2 separate regions of the Ovis aries genome follow, and region 1 is linked to region 2. Evidence: chromatin contacts called from public Hi-C data. All regions are on one chromosome and are shown on one strand. Each heading gives the region's core, a stretch centred on a gene start, on an enhancer-like site or on the middle of the called end of the contact. The rest is flanking DNA. Distances are from core to core; before and after follow the strand shown.

Evidence for each region. Hi-C and Micro-C count contacts between places; a contact is called where the count stands out from the background.
Region 1: a contact with region 2 is called in a Hi-C map of skin fibroblasts, with 4 times the contacts expected there. The contact joins the promoter of RHOF here to the enhancer-like site in region 2. A contact is called at or near these places in 8 of 16 Hi-C or Micro-C datasets (blood, mixed tissues, omental adipose tissue and 3 more).

Annotation. Positions count from the first base shown.
Region 1 is chr17:53,539,582-53,542,667 of ARS-UI_Ramb_v3.0, forward strand. RHOF (ras homolog family member F, filopodia associated) reads left to right here and starts at 1,300. Exons shown (of 5, transcript NM_001127285.1): 1 at 1,300-1,443; 2 at 1,753-1,840. The coding sequence starts at 1,300.
Region 2 is chr17:53,501,323-53,504,838 of ARS-UI_Ramb_v3.0, forward strand. It overlaps HPD (4-hydroxyphenylpyruvate dioxygenase), which reads left to right. Exons shown (of 14, transcript XM_004017344.4): 13 at 1,733-1,849; 14 at 1,925-2,303. The coding sequence ends at 2,035. Among named protein-coding and RNA genes, the nearest start is that of HPD, 11 kb to the left of the region's middle. Within about 2 kb of position 2,264, at least 7 of the 54 cell types and tissues checked have an H3K27ac peak or open chromatin away from gene starts, as enhancers often do.

The DNA of each region.
Region 1 (3,086 bases), core at 50-2,549, 37 kb after region 2:
GAACTGCCAGGCTGGCAACTTCCTCTGGAAATAAACTTTACCTGATCCTTGCTGAGTGCTTGAAAATGGGGAGCCTTCGGGGTGGGGGCAAGAAGATCCTGAGTCCTGCCAGCCCTTCTCTGAGGAAATTATCAGAGATCCTATCCTAGCTGGGAAAGACCCTGCTTTCTCACCTAACCATGCCCTGGTGCCTGTCTCCTCGGGACCCCTCTGCACCTCCGGACCACTGGCCTAATTTGTGCAAAGCCCAGCCCAAAGTGCAAGGAGGGATGGGGGCAGGGTGGTTTCAGCCAGCCTCCCTGAGAGTACTCATCCAGAGTAAATGCTCAGCAAATAGCCATTGTGGTCATGGGGTAGGAGGGTCAGGGAAACAGCTTGAGAAGGATAGGTATTTCTGCTGTCTGGAAAAAAACAAATTGTCTTGGTGGAGGTGGGGGTAATCAGTCTGAAGTGGACCAAAGGGGACCCAGCTGGTCGCAACTACATCTACCCTGGCCTTTCCTGTCCCCTCCTCGATGGAGTCTTTCTCTGCTCACGCCTCTGGGCCTTGCTAGAAAGAGGCTCCCGCCCGCGTGGTTTGGGGCCACGCGGACATTGTTCTGGGTCTGTTCACTTGTTCCCAAAGTCGCCGCGCCGATGCCATCGCCCGGCAGAGGGCGCCAGACCTCCACCTTTGGGAGGTGGGGTGATAGGTAAGCAGGACTGCTATTCCCCAGCCCGCACACGGACTCCCAGACTCCCAGATCGATCAGGTGGGCCGACTTGACCCTCATGCTAGGATCTTGGGCACCGCCGATGCTACCTTCTGGGGGAAATTGCAGTCAGAGCGGACTTCCCCAAGGCCATATAACTGGGGCGAGGCGCAGGTGGGGGCTTTTTCCTAGCGATTGAGACCAAGGCTCTTCAAACCGGCATGTTGGGGACATCCTGCCAATCAAAAGGATGCGATCCAATGGGGAGGTCAAATCGGCCAATCAAAGGCTCTCTGCCCGAAGACAGCCTGCCAATCAAGGATGCCGGGCGGGAAGAGGCGGAAACGATCGGATCTTGCCGGTGAGGGGCGCACAGTGATGCGCAGGGGAGATGGGAGCTGCCACTGCCGCCGAGCTCTCCATTTCTCAGTTGCCTCAGTTTCCCTGGGAATGAGACAAGTCAGTCCGGTTGGCTGCCTGGCGGAGGAGGTGCCGAGGGCGGGGCTTCTCTTAGCCCCGCCCCTGGGTCAGTTCCCACCCCGCCTCCGATCACTCAACCCCGGCGCTCTACCCCCGGAGCGGCTGCCAGTGCTGCCGGCTCTTGGCTATGGACGCTGCTGGGGCCCCGGCCCCGGCCGCAACCGCCGCCCCGGGCTCCGGCCGGAAGGAGCTGAAGATTGTGATCGTAGGCGACGGCGGCTGCGGCAAGACTTCGCTGCTCATGGTGTACAGCCAGGGCTCTTTCCCCGAGGTGAGGCTCGCCGGGGGGGCTGCAGGCAGGTAGGCTGGGGGCGGGATTGGGGGAAGGACTTGGGACCACGAGGGGCGACGGGAGGACCTCAGCCTGCGCCCCGAGCCCGGACCCCAGGTCCCTGGCATCCTGATTACGAAGAGGCGGCCGTCACCCAGGGGCGCCCCCTCGGGAATTCCAGAGCCCAGCAGAGTAGGGGTGTGGGGCTGAGCGAGATCGGCTGAAGATGGAAGGTAGGGGTGGGGGTCCAGCTGGAATCTGGGCACCCGCTGCACCCCTTAAAAACCGACATGACCCCTTCTCCGACAGCACTACGCCCCATCCGTGTTCGAGAAGTACACAGCCAGCGTGACCGTGGGCAGCAAGGAGGTGACCCTGAACCTCTACGACACCGCCGGTGAGTGCGTCTGGGCGGAGAGGGTCCTAGGGTCCGCCTGCAGGGTTTCCCCCTGAGGGGAATCCCCGCGCTGGGCCATCCCGCCCGCCTTCCTGCCTCTCCGGACCCCGACATCCCGTCACTCCTCGAGAGGAGCTGGCTGGGAACCCGTTCACCACCGCCTGGCTGGGTGGTGCTGGAAGCCGGACAGAGTCACCCCATCTGTAAAAGGAGGGTGTTTGGAAGAGGTGAGCTTCTGCGCTGCCCTCCTAGTGCTGATGTTCTGAAGGCTCACAGCGTCGTTCCTCTCCTGTGGTTCTAGAAAACCGTGGGTTTTGTTTCTGTTTACCAAGATTCCAGGATGTCGTGTGTTACATGCTGTGGTCTCTTAAGATTCCGTGGGCTGCTGATCTGAGTCCCCTGCTGCTAAGGATTCGTAGGCTGCATTTCTGGGTCCTATTTTGTAGAATACTCTGGGCTTCAGATCAGAGCCTGTCATGCCAGGGTTCTGTGGCTGACAGTCCTGAGACTCTAGGGCCCTGTAGCTATAAATTCCGAGTCCCCTGTTTCTGGGATTCCATGGACTGTGGGGCCTGGCTCTGGAATTCTGTGGTCTGTCATTCTGAGCCTGTGGTTCTCGGACTCTGTGGCTACACTTCTGTTTCTTCTTGGCGCTGAAGAAGGAGCAGAGCTCTAGGAGATGTAGGTCCAAATAAGGTTCTTTCTGCCACCTGCAGCTCCCAAGACAAGTGTATTGGTGCAGATCCCCTCACAGTCTTCAGCGTCCCTATTGTTGGGGGATGGTGGGAGGAGCACAGCCAATGGGAAGATTCCAGTAACACTGCTGCTGCTGGTACCCTCGAGGAGCTTACCTCATGCCCCGACTCCCCTCTGGGCTGAATCAACATTGGGGAGCAAAGGTTAGGATCCCCAGTTGGGGCCTCACCCAGCCTCTGTGATGGTTTAATGACTTGTGTGGAACCATGTCGTCAGGTGCCCTGTCAGCCAAGCCTTGTCTGTATAAAGTGAAGTCTTCCAACTGCCCTTGGATGAGACCAAAATCCCCCACCCCACTGTGCGCCTCTCCATAAGGCAACCAGTAGCATCTGTCATTCCACCCTGGAAAGGTTCGGGAAAGGGGCTCTCCCAGACCCAGGTCCTTCTGTATTCCTGACTTTGTGGGTGTGTCCCCCCTCGAGTGGCCCCTAAGGAACCTCTCTTGTTGGATGAACACCGTGTAGGGCCGCCCCCAGAACAGGGCCAGCCC
Region 2 (3,516 bases), core at 1,014-3,513:
CTGGCATCAGGCTCTGCGATATGGGGGAGAGGGAAGAGAGCAGACCAGGGCCCTGCCATCATGAACTTGCATTCTTGTGAGGAGACAGACAACAAACAAATAAATAAGTAATACAAACACCATTAGAGAGAGAGTTGGTGCTTAAACTGACTATGACAGAGAGTGACCTGGGGCTACTACATAGGAGGCAGTCAGGGAAGGCCTCTCTGAGGAGGTGACATTTCAGTGAAATCTAACTCAATGGCCCCCAACCTTTTTGGCACCAGAGGCTAGTTTCATGGAAGACAATCTTTCCACAGAGCAGGGATGGGAGGAGATGATTTGGGAATGATTCAAGCACATCATATTTATTGTGCACTTTTTTCTATTATCATTATATCACCTCCATCTCAGATCATCAGGCATAGATCCCAGAGGTTGGGGAACTCTGATCTAGATGATGAGAGGCAGTTGGCTGCATGAAGGTCTAAAGAAAGAACAGTCCTGGCAGAAGAGATAGCAAGTGCAAAGGCCCTGAGGCAGCAGCAAGCTCTGAGTATCTAAGAACAGAAAGAGGGCCAGAGTGGATGAAAGGAAATGTTCGAAGAGTGGCCCAGGTCACAGAGGTAGACCTCTGTTCCTCTGGTAGGCTATTTAGGAGTCTGGATTTTTTCTTCTGCGGTCAGAAACCACTGGAGGTTTGGGTTTGGTTTTTCTTTCTTTCTTTTTTTTTTTTTTTGGAGGTTTTCTTGGCTTTATTTTTAACAATTTTATTGATATATAAGTCAAAGAACATGTCATTTAAAAAAAAACACAATTCAGTGGTTTTTGGCTATTCACTATATTATGCAACAATCATCAAAATCAATTTTGGAACATTTTCATCACTTTCAAAAGAGACCTCAGACTTCTTAGCCACCACCTCCCAATCTCTCCATCTACCTTCTCCTCACCCCTAGCCCTAGGTAATCACTGATTTCTGTCTCTATAGAGTTGCTTTCTTCTAAACATGTATATAAATAGAATCATATACTATGTAACCTTTTGTGACTGACTTCTTTCACTCAACATAAAGTTTTCAAGGTTCATCCATGACACCTGTGTCAGTGCTGTGTTCCTTTTTATAAAACTGAATAATATTCCATTGGATGAAGAGACCACATTTTGCTTATCCATTCATCCACTGACAGATATTTGTTTTTACTTTTTGGCTCTTAGGAATAATGTTGCCATGATCCTTTGGGTATGAGTTTTTGTGTGGACAAGTTTTAATTCTCTTGGGTAGATACCCAGGAGTCAAATTGCTGGGTCATATGGTAACTCGACTATTAACTTTTGGAAGAACTCTCAGACTGTTTTCCACAGCAGCTGTACCATTCTACATTCCCAGCAGCCACATAGGAGAGTTCTAGTTTCCATTGCCGAATGGAAACAGGGGATGTGATTTCTAAAAGATTTCTGTCTGTGTGGAAGATGGATTGTAAGGAGACAAAAGCAGAAGCACTGGAGAGCTGTGTGGGTGGTACTTGGGTGGTCCACACCAGCCTTAGGTGGCTGACACAGGGGCTGAAGTGGGGAGGTGCTAAGAGGACATTTGGGGGATCTATTTGGAAGTGTCTGGAACTGCTGCAGAAAATGGTCTTTTCTTGGCTTTGGGGGTGCGGGAACCCCCATGGCCTTTCTAAGAATCCCACCATTTCAGGCTGGGGCGGGGCCAGACTGCCCCTTACCTAGTCCCCTGCCTCCTACCTAGGAGCTGAAGATCCTGGTGGACTACGACGAGAAAGGCTACCTCCTGCAGATTTTCACCAAACCCATGCAGGACCGGCCCACGCTCTTCCTGGAAGTCATTCAGCGCCACAATCACCAGGTACCACTAAGGACCGCCTGTCCTCGGCGGGTGGCTTTCTGGGCCCCGCAGCTCATCTCCTTTCTCCCGCCCCAGGGTTTTGGAGCCGGCAACTTCAATTCACTGTTCAAGGCCTTTGAGGAGGAGCAGGACCTGCGAGGCAACCTCACCGACATGGAGCCCAACGGGGTTGTGTCCAGCATGTAGGCGCCGCAGGTCCCGCAAGAGCCACCGAGGCCCTGCCCACCTTCAGGAGCGGGTCGCAGGGGACCACGCCCCGTCGCCCTGTGCCCCGCCCACTCTACTGGAGCTGAAAGGAGCCCTCCTTAGCGATCACGCCCTTTTAGGCCCCGCCCACTACCCGACTCCTGGACCCCTCCCACACACACTAAATGTTCCGCCCACTACTTACCATGCCCCTTCGTTGGGGCCTCTACCTCTCTTGTCCTCGGGTATAAAGCAAAGCAGAGTCCAAGGCAGTGTCCACGCGTTTGTGTTGGTCTGGAGCAGTGACGTCCTTCGGCCGCCAGGGGGAGCTCAAGGCGGCAGCGCTGTAGGAGGCGTCCGCTTCACGGGTTCAGAAGCTTCGGAGGCGCCTGGTGCAACCCTGTGCTAAGTAGGACCAAGTAGGTTGGAGGGGAGTTATGGAACCAGAGTGAAGAGGGCTTACACTCTAAAGGAAAACACAGACAATGTCTTTTTGTGGTAAATGCTGAAGTTCTTCCGAAGAGTTCTTTCGGAGAGTTCTTCCGAAAGTTAATAGTCGAGTTACCATATGACCCAGCAATTTGACTCCTGGGTATCTACCCAAGAGAATTAAAACTTGTTCACACAAAAACTCATACCCAAAGGATCATAGCAACATTATTCCTAAGAGCCAAAAAGAAAATAAAGCGAGTGATGAGCTTGTGTAGAGGTAAGGGTCGGAGGGAGGGCCAATTTCGGTCGAGGGAAGGGCTCTCTGGGAGGTGATATTTGGGAAGCAGCCATGGGAAACTCTGGGGAAAGAGCATCCTAGGAGAAAGGTACAGCAAGGGTAAAGACATCGCTTGGTTCAACATTGCTTGGCAGCATCCTGTCCAATGGTGTTATGATCTCTAAGGATGAACTGTCTTCAAATTTGCTGCCTGAAGCCCAAACTTCTGGACAGAGAGGTGTTGGCTAAAGGACCTGGGGGCATCATACTTGCTCAACCATGGGACTTGGCTCCTGATGTGAGAGCCGGTAGGAGGGATCTGAGCCCTTCAGCTTCTGCCCTCTACCCTCAGTGATAAAGAATCCACCTGCTGATGCAAGAGACGAGGGTTTGATCCCTGGGTCAGGAGGATCCCCTGGAGGAGGAAATGGCAACCCACTCCAGTATTCTTGCCAGGAAAATCCCATGGACAGAGAAGCTTGGCCGACTACAGTCCATGGGATCTCAAAGAGTCAGACACAACACAGCAACTGAGCACACACTCAGAAAGGCAGACCCTAGTGCCCCCAACCCCACTCCCAAATGCAGCCCCATTCCCCCGAGCCCTGATCCTAGTGTACATTCCATTTGGAAAGAGGCTGGTTCATACTCAGGTGTGAATGAATGGCCCTTGCAAAGTAATGATACAGTTGGGAAAGGAGCTACTGGTCCTAAAACACTTGGAAGGAAAATTTTCTTCAAAACCAGAGAAGAGGAGATGGGGGCAAATAGG